Regions from separate parts of the Sus scrofa genome. Here region 1 is linked to region 2. A link is a contact called in public HiChIP or PLAC-seq data. All regions are on one chromosome and are shown on one strand. Each heading gives the region's core, a stretch centred on a gene start, on an enhancer-like site or on the middle of the called end of the contact. The rest is flanking DNA. Distances are from core to core; before and after follow the strand shown.

Region 1 (4,304 bases), core at 1,475-3,974, 1.5 Mb before region 2:
TATCCCAAATCAGTGACACTGATTCATTAAAAACAACACTGTACATATCAATATTTGAAGAGTTCAATGACTGTATGGAAAAAATACCAAAATGGTTTAGCTCTAAAGACTATTGACCAGCTTTTATAAGTGGAAATAAAATGTGTACTTTACCTGTCAAGATTTAAAGTTCCTGTGTATATAAACTCCAACAGTTTCTGAAATCCATCAGCCTTCACCTGACTCTGATCAAGAAAGACATTGTTCTCAGAAGTGCTTCTGTAGATCGCACCAAAATACTCACTAAAGGAGGCAAGCACATTCCTATGAGCTTTAAACTGGAATTCCCCAATCACTATGGTGCAGTCACAAAGAAAACCAGCTTCCCGTTGTTTGTTCAGTCTCTCTAAAAGGTGCTCACAGTGGTGCGAATACTGCATTTTGATATCACAAACGAATTTTACCCTTGTTCTAAAAAACAAAAATAAATAGTAAATTAGTAAACCTAAGCTGTCATCAAACTTTTCACGCAACAAGAATAAAGTCTGTTCTCATTTTACGTCCCCAGAAAATTCACAGATATGGTTAAAAAATGCCGAAGGGACAAATGCCTTCCTAGCTTTTATTTCATCTTGGTCAACTAACACAATCCTTTGGACGCGGTAATAAATGGCGACGCGAGAAAATATTTCCACAAAGCGGGGAAAAAAAGGAAAAAAAAAAGCACTGCAAAATTCCACGCTTTTGGATCAGCTGAACTTTCACTTTCAAGCTCAGTAGGCAAACATATATTTGGGAGAAAAAATCAACCACTAAAAGAATGATCGTTGGGGCAAACTGAGTAAGGACACGGTACGAGGTCTTGAAAACTGCTCCCCAATGAAACCTGTTACATAGTGGCTTCAAAACGCTAGACGGGTGCCGAGGGGGCAGGGCCAAGAGTTGTCAAAGGTTAGGTCACTCACCCCGAGGAAGCCACACCCCTTCCTTCCCCACTCGAGGTGGTATCATAGGGTGACAACCAAAGCCGATCTCTCCTGGTTTCTGCCTCCCTGCCCTTCGCCCAGCTCCCACTCCCGCGAATTCCCACAGCAGAGGTTGTGGCCAAGGCCAACACCAGGACTGCCTCGCCCGAGCTTTCAACGTTAACACTTGGCTCCGACAACAGCTCGCGCTCCAAGGAACCTGCCCTCTAGTGACCCAGGATCTGGAGGGAGCTGGGATGGCGGGCTGGGGGCAAAGACAGAACTCACCTATAGCAACCCAAGGGGAAACACTGTTTCTTCACTCTCACTCCGCCATATTGGAAGGACGTCACTGGGCTACGCTCCGCCTCTCCCTTCCTACTCCAAGGCGACGTCACATCCGGCTCTGGGAGATCCGTGGCAACAGCGTAGGCTCTTAGGACCGTGGAGATCTAACACCCGCCTGGAAGAGGCTGGCGCACAGAGAACCCCCTCCCTAGCGGGCCAGGAGACCCGGAAACTGGAGAGTCATAGATACGAGATCTAAGGGGACGCTCACAGCGCCCCGCCTCTCTTCCTCATTCTGAGCATTCTGGTTGGCTGACCGTCAGCATCTCGCGCACGACTCGTGTTGCCGGCCAAGGCTGCTTTCCGCTGCACAGCGCGCCTCTTTCCGGGAGCCAAATTGTGCATTGCATGCTGGGGCTTGTAGTTAGTTGCTCGACTTCTCCCATCAGCCTCACCTTTCTTGAGGCCCCACCGGTGGGAACAGCTGCTTTATATACTTGGGCTCTCGACCATGGGAATTTTTGAGCTGAGACTGATCACTCCTTTTTAGTTTACCTACCCAAAAGCTCTTGTTTGCATCAGCCAACCGGAATCCAGTTTGCAGGATACCCTTACCTGGTGTTGGAAGCCTGGGATGCACGAAAGCGGTGCAAAGCAGTAGGGCATACTGGGCATGCGCGTGGGGAAAGGTGGGCTTTATACCGGAAAATGTTCTGCGTCTGGACTAGAAAAACTTTAATACAATGATTTACGTTGTATTCAGATTTTGTACAGTGAGGGAAAGGGGTGCCGCTTATCTGCATAAAATGAAAAGACAGAAACAGTAAGATAAGTCATGCTGATATGTTAGGGTGAATTATACCACGCTTGGACATTATAAATCTAAGAAAACCAAAACTTCAACATTTTTTTCTTGTTAAAAGTTATATGAGGATCGTAGGAAGTTTACTCGCGACTTTATTTTTCAGGACAGTGTCAACTTGAGTTTCTTTTCTTCTCTCCTGAGATTTTTTTAAAAAAACAGATTCCGTTTGGTCTCTAAGTTTTCCTCAGTATGAATCATATTTTTGAATAAAACCACAACCGTTAGGAAAAAAAGAGGCTGGTTCTTTCTTGATTTTATGTTTATAAGTATAATTTTCTTTCTGATTGCACTTTTAGTTTTGTCAGAATCCTTTTTGGTAATTAATTCACTCAGATATTTATGAGCCTCTGCTATGTGTTGAACAGATATTGAGTATTTAGAAGTATAAAACATGGTCTCGGGTTTAGATAAATCTGTAATCTCAAGTGGAAAACCAAATGACTTGTAATACAGAGTCCTCAAGGGCTCCAGGGCTCCAGTTTTTGTGCTGTGTTTGATTACCTTGTTGTGGAAACTGGACCTCTCTGTCCACCAGTGCTGAATAGAAACAGGGAGACAAGAGTTTTGGGTGAAGGAGAAAAGTAACAGCTTTATTGCTTTGCCAGGCAAAGGAGGGCTATAGCAGACTAATGCCCTAAAGACTGTGCCCCCCTTTGGGAGAGAATAGGAAGTGGTTTTATAATTTGGAAGTAGAAAAATAGGGCCACAGATAAGGATCAGGGAAAATGCTGGCTTGCATTGTTTTTCAAAGTTGGTGTTTTTGTGACCCCAGGACTGGTTCTAGTGGTCCTTCTTTCCAGAATGAACAATCCTTCATCAGGTAGTTAACATCTTCCATTTGCTAGGGTCTTTTAGTTCTTTATCACATACACTGATAGTTAAGTCCACAAAACAAAGGATGGCACAAATCAACCGGGAATGCAGCCACCTCGGAGGCTGAACCTCGGAGCCCTGTGGGAACTCAGGAAGGAAACAAAGAATACCTGCCATCTAGCAACCACTCCCGAGAGCGAGCCCCCCCACCCTGCCCTCCTTGAAACTCAGGCTGTGAAAACACAGAACACTGGTGGAGATGCACATCAAAGGATGATTTCAGTGAGCCTAGACATTTGCATTCTTTCATAGAAAAGCGCTAAATTTCCCAACTTTAGATATCTGGTTTTCTGTAATCTTTCCTTCCTACTACCTGCCCTTTGGCACTCAAGGGAGGTCAAGGAGGCTGAATGAGGCCTATTTCCTAAAAAGAAATGGGGACAGAGAAAGGCTTTTGTGCCCAGGAGCCCCAAAGGGCCCTGCCCGGTAATGTTACCAGGCTGTACATTACATTATTTTTTCAGTATTAGGTTGTGAGATGTATTTAAATAAAACAAGCAATTTGAAATTTCCAAGATACTGCAAGTTTCTATCAAGATTATGTTTTACTGCAAGTTTCTATCAAGATTATGTTTTTGAAGAACATAATTTCATAAAACAAAGAGGGAGGAAAAGAAACAAAGGCACTGTTTCCGCCCGGTTTCGAACCGGGGACCTTTCGCGTGTTAGGCGAACGTGATAACCACTACACTACGGAAACCTTCCTAGTAACAAGCTCTCTGAAGTTTGTTGATATCGCTATTGTAACATGCAGCTTGAGCACTTCAAAGTAGATAAAGGAATTTTAAACAGATCAACAAAACAAACGAACAAAAAAAGGAAAATAAGCATAGATCCAATTAAATAGTACCACTATTTCAAAAGTTAGAATTTGCATATGCTTTTTTCAAAGGTAGTTAGAAACCCGGCACGCGTTATGTGCCTTTCTTTTGGGTTTAATTCCCTCCACGGAAAAGAAGTGTTGTATTAGTTTCTTTTCTCCTCGTTTAGCTGCTGAGAGTCCCGGATGAGTTTTAGGGCTTTGGCCGGCTAAGAAGGACCCGCAGCACGCGAACTCGCGCACCAACCTCCTTAGCAGTCATTTAGCTAGCGAGAAAGTAACCGGTTCAGCCTCTGGTGAAGGGATGTGTCATTAGCTTTTGAATCTTCTCTCCTGCTTAGGTACTTGCTTTAAAATCTTCTACATGGTGTGTAAAATTGAGGGGGTTAAAAAAAAATAATAATCAGACACCAAGATGCACTTTGGCGCACAATGAACATAAATTTTTCTAAGTCCGAACTTCATATGACGTACTGAATATCGTTTTCCCCGTGAAGAAGCAGACACATTCTTC
Region 2 (4,806 bases), core at 271-2,770:
TAATATAACTTTCTTTATTTTATAAGAGAAAGAGATGGAAAAATCAGGATTCTGGATTATAACCTTGTCGTACTCCTAGCTTTCTAGAAGGTCCTAGGGTTATCACAGTGCATTGATAAACTTTGCTTTTTATATTTACTAATATGTGAACCTAATACTTAATCTGGTTGTGATAAGTTAGATAGTATATTAGTAAATGAAAGCATTTAAAAAACAATGTGAGTTATCACTTATTAGAAAAAAGCACATGCCAGACACACTTAGTTTTCATGGTAGTATAAATGCCCCAGGCTAGCCAGGTTGTAAAATTCGGTTCATTTTATGGCTTTTAGTATCAGAGTCCATCTAAAAAATTCTGCACAAGGGGCTGCCTTTATGTTATTTTTGTGACTGAACAGAGCTAACCTCATTTTGAGTGCTTGCCATTAGTGATGACTAAAATCGGTTTAGAATATCTTTAAAATTATGCAGTATGCGATAAATTCCATGACACTATTGAGGATTTAAGAAATAATTTACTTTTCTAGAATTTAGGTCAGGAGCAGAAACAACATTATCATTTATGCATAACCTTGAATTTTTTCCCTTAAGTATACAGAAAAAATGCACTATGTATTTTCTTTGAAGAGGTTTGTAGTTTTTATGCTTATTTTACTTGTTTTTACATAGGAAACTTTCGCTGGCCTTTAAAATGTAATTTAGCAATATACCTGATGTATTTTTGCATCAAAAATAAATAAAATACATATAAACAACAAATACATATGACAAAATGAAGGCATGGCCATTTCAGCCTGTAAGACTTGTTTTTTAAATTACTCTATTTGCAGCCAAGGGAAAAATATGAGATCATTTCTTTCCCCTCTGCCAAAGGCAAGCTGATTTCCCCAACCCACGTGTACAGTTAAGCAGTGTGTCTAGAGTGCTAGCGCGTTCAAATCTCAGGACTCCTGTCCTGCCATCTGTGGGCACACACGCATCCACATTAGTACACTGAACCCGGCACGACTCAGTAGGTACAGGCATCTCCGACTCACTACCAAAACTGTGCTGACGATGTAGCTATCTCGTGTGCCTGCCCACTGAATATGGACAGAAAAGGGTGCTCGGCAGAGGGTGCACAGTTGTTTCCATCCATTCTCTCCCACTTCAGATACTGTACTCCTCTCCCCAAGTGCGTTCCGAGTGAGGAATCACAAATACACATGTTCCCGTGCGCACACACACGTGCGCACCATCTCTCCCAGCCGCAAGCCGGGACTCGTGTCCCGCGCAGCCGACTTCCCACGGCTGGCCCCGCCGCCTCCCCCCACCACCCGCACTCCACGTGGGCGCACTAAGGCGCCAAGCGACCTCGCGGCCCAAGGAGCCCCGTGCTCTACCCGGCGCCGGAGGGAAGGCGAGGTCCTGGGGTCGGACGGACAAAGCGGGCGTCCAATCGAGCCCGGCATTGCCTCCCCGAAGGGAGGGAACGGCGGCTCTGACGGGCCCAATGAACGGGGAGCCCGAGTGGGACTTCCTCCCGGAATCCCGTTGGCCAGAATTGCAGGGCCGTGGGTGACACGTAAGTTGGGTGGGAGGTGGCGGCGGCCGAGGCTCGGCAGCCCCATCAGTGACACCGGCCCGCCTTCCCCCAAACCCGGCTGGGGCAGCCTGCCCCCTCCCAGCTACTCACCCCTGCGCGCCGCGCGCCGAAACGCTCCTTTTGTTGTTGCCCCTCCTTTTGGTGGCAACAAAGTCGCGCAGTGGGAGCTGCTGCAAGCGGGCGGGGAGCGGCCGGGGCGGGACTCTGAGCTCTGCCCGGGGCAGCCGGGCCAAAAAGTGGGGAGGAGAGAAAAAGGCAGGCGGCGTCTGGGGACCGCGCGAGGACAGCCCGCTCAGAAGTATGCGGAGGGCCCCCTCCCGGGCCTCGGCACTCGCGGAAAGCCAGCCTCGCAAAAGTTTGGCAGCTACGGCTGCCGTGGCGGCGTCGATGGCTGCGCGCCCCGCGGCGCGAGGAGGCTGAGCGGGCGCCACTTCCCCTCCAGCCCCGCTTTTGTGTCTCGAGTCTCCTCCTCATGCTGCGTCCAGCCACCTCCTGCGGCGGCCGCTGCTGAGGCGCTCGCTCGGACGGGCAGAGGGGCGGAAGGGACAGCGGCGGCGGGGACGGCCGCGGCGCAGAGTCCCGGCGGGACTATGGGAAACGGGATGTGCTCCCGAAAGCAGAAGCGGATCTTCCAGACGCTGCTGTTGCTGACCGTGGTGTTTGGCTTTCTCTATGGCGCGATGCTCTACTATGAGCTGCAGACGCAGCTGCGGAAAGCCGAGGCGGTGGCGCTCAAGTACCAGCAGCACCAGGAGTCCCTTTCTGCCCAGTTACAAGGTACGGTTAACGGGACGCGCGCGGCCGGTGGCCAACTTTGCCCCGCGCCTCCCGCCCCGGCTGGAAAAGTGGCTTTGGTGAGCCGTTGGCACTGTGGGCGCCACCTCTGACCTTCAGGGACATCAGAAGCCAGGGCCGCAGGACCCCGGAGTGTCAGAGATGACAAATCGCCACCCTGCCTCTTCTTCAGGCAGTTACATTAGAAATTGGCAGCAACAACCCTGTCCCACAGGGCTTTGGATGGGCGGGTACACAATGAATGTTTTACCCCAGCACTTGTCAAAGGCCCAGCTGCAATCTGGGCATACAAACCAAGACCCCTGCCTAGTCTCCTGCCAGCCCATCCCAGAGGGACAGGGTTTCCTGGTTTCTAGGTATTTGCTTTCCAGTTGACTTTGTTAGTAACCTAAGAAATGGGGAGTTTGGCAGCACAGTTTGAAAAACACTGTGCTGTTTTTTCAAGGGAAATTAAGCCATGATCCGGGGTCCAAACTAATGGCCCAGTCGAATGGAGCCTAGACCTGCTGGTTTCTCATTTCTTTTAACTCAGTAGTGTGACTTTAGAGATGTTGGATGTGTTGAAAAAGTTCACTATCTTGCATTTATGTTTTTGGAAAAAGAAAAAAAAGGTTTATTTGTCTTCCTGAATAACTTATTTTGTCCTAGAGAGGTAAGTAGGGGTGTGTGTGTGTGTTTTACAGTTAGCCTTGAGAAGCCCAAGAGGAGGAACATGGTGTTTCACTTTGCCAGACATACAGCAAACACAGTGTGACAAGATCTGCAGAAAGACTTAAAGCTCCTATCCCTCTATTTTAGAATCCCATTTAATGTAAATTTCAGGAACATAAATGATGCATGACGGCAAAGTAAGCACTATATGTGCTTCCTAAGAGCAGAATCATCTTGTACATATTTTTGAAAGCTTTTTCTTGTACTTGTGGTTAGTTTTCAACACTTAATGCAGCCCTCTCCCCAATCAAAAAAAGTAATAATAAAGAGCTGTGAGTAGTGAAATGTTGACAGTATTTGCTGATAATGCAAATACAGCTTATGTCATATTACTAGGAAGATACAAGCTGGATGGATGTTTCTGTCAGTGTATACTTTTACAAATATAAAGCAGATGCCTTTTTGTCACTTTAGCTACTTCGAATGTTTTCTAGTAAAAAAAAAAATATGAGAGAAAATGACACACAGCTGATTCTTGGTCTTATTTGCTCTTCCCATCTTAGAAGGGAAGTATTTTTAGCTTACTAAAGCTGTGTAGCTACAGGCAGTGAAAATATGTGAACTGGTCTTGGCTTGAAAGGAAAACCTGTTTCGATTCAGGCTTAGGATAAAATTTTTTTTCCTTAAAATTTTTGAAATTTACCCATAAGTTAAAATTTTTCTTTTAAATTTGTTGGCATTTGCTCACGAGTTACTGTTGGTATGCAAAGTATGGCTTTTTATTTACTTGTTAATTAGAAGACACCAGTGGGTTCCCTGTGAAGTTCGGAGCTATTAGACCAAGGAGAAAACTTGCTGTGCAATAACAGTACAATGGCAGGACAGGATTTTCTCACATGTGGCGGGAAGGGTGTATATAGTGGATCACACCAGGTTGGTGCCTTGTTCTCTTAGTTTAGGAGATTCAGAGCAGTGCTGTTACATCTACCAGTATGCTACCCTCCGCACTGCATAGTGCCTGACACATAGGAGGGGGGGGTGAATGTATATATTTATTCAGTCAACAAACAAAATTGAACTGCGGTGAGAAAATTAATCTCAAGCACTTTTGTCTGCTTTCTCAGACTTCACTTCCCTGTCTCTGGTTGTTGAAAAAAACAAAGTAATAACAGTGACATAGTTTGCCCAGGTAGCACATTGCCTCAGCTCCCAGTGCTAGAACTCATTGACTGTGGTCATGATTTCTGAGTCATGGCCTTTTATTAACAATTTTCCATTTAGAAAGTCAATCTCAGCATCTTTCTCCTTTTATTTGCCTTCGTCTGGTGGTGGTAGTGGGGGAGAGGAGTGGTAAGTGGTAATACAAAACCATTAAAATATGCCACATTTACTTTGCAGCAGGAGACGGAAAAGTGTTGCAGCTAGTTTGAGTGGCCGTACAGTCCATTTCTTAATTTACTCTTTTGCCATTTCCTCTTGAATTGTGGTGCTGCAACAATTACACTCTGATTATGGGTGAGGAATTATTTCTCAAGCAAGTTAGAGTTTCTTCTTTCTTTACAACTCTTTTTTTCACAATTGACTTCTATTCTGTAGCATTTATTTTGGATTTCACATCTGCAGGTCATTTAATGAAGATTTTCTGACGGTATGCAGCTTTTGCTTCCCTTTCCCAATGACAAATGACATTTTACTCGGTAGCACTATGTGCCACCTGCATAAATTTGTTTTTAGGACATCAGACTCTCCATTCTTAAGACTTGTTTAGTTACCTT

The links. HiChIP or PLAC-seq counts read pairs in DNA pulled down with a chosen protein or histone mark.
Region 1: a contact with region 2 is called in an H3K27ac HiChIP or PLAC-seq map of alveolar macrophages. The contact joins the promoter of ACTRT3 here to the promoter of GOLIM4 in region 2. A contact is called at or near these places in 1 of 5 promoter capture datasets (liver) and 2 of 2 datasets of contacts at active chromatin or transcription factors (alveolar macrophages and skeletal muscle).

Annotation. Positions count from the first base shown.
Region 1 is chr13:108,432,786-108,437,089 of Sscrofa11.1, reverse strand. ACTRT3 (actin-related protein T3) reads left to right here and starts at 2,724. Exons shown (of 2, transcript XM_003358668.4): 1 at 2,724-4,304. MYNN (myoneurin) reads right to left here and starts at 1,896. Exons shown (of 7, transcript XM_005669990.3): 1 at 1,233-1,896; 2 at 154-450. The coding sequence starts at 419. TRNAV-AAC (a tRNA gene) reads right to left here and starts at 3,670; the gene lies at 3,598-3,670.
Region 2 is chr13:106,891,923-106,896,728 of Sscrofa11.1, reverse strand. It overlaps GOLIM4 (Golgi integral membrane protein 4), which reads left to right and starts at 1,520. Exons shown (of 16, transcript XM_005669985.3): 1 at 1,520-2,362. The coding sequence starts at 2,176.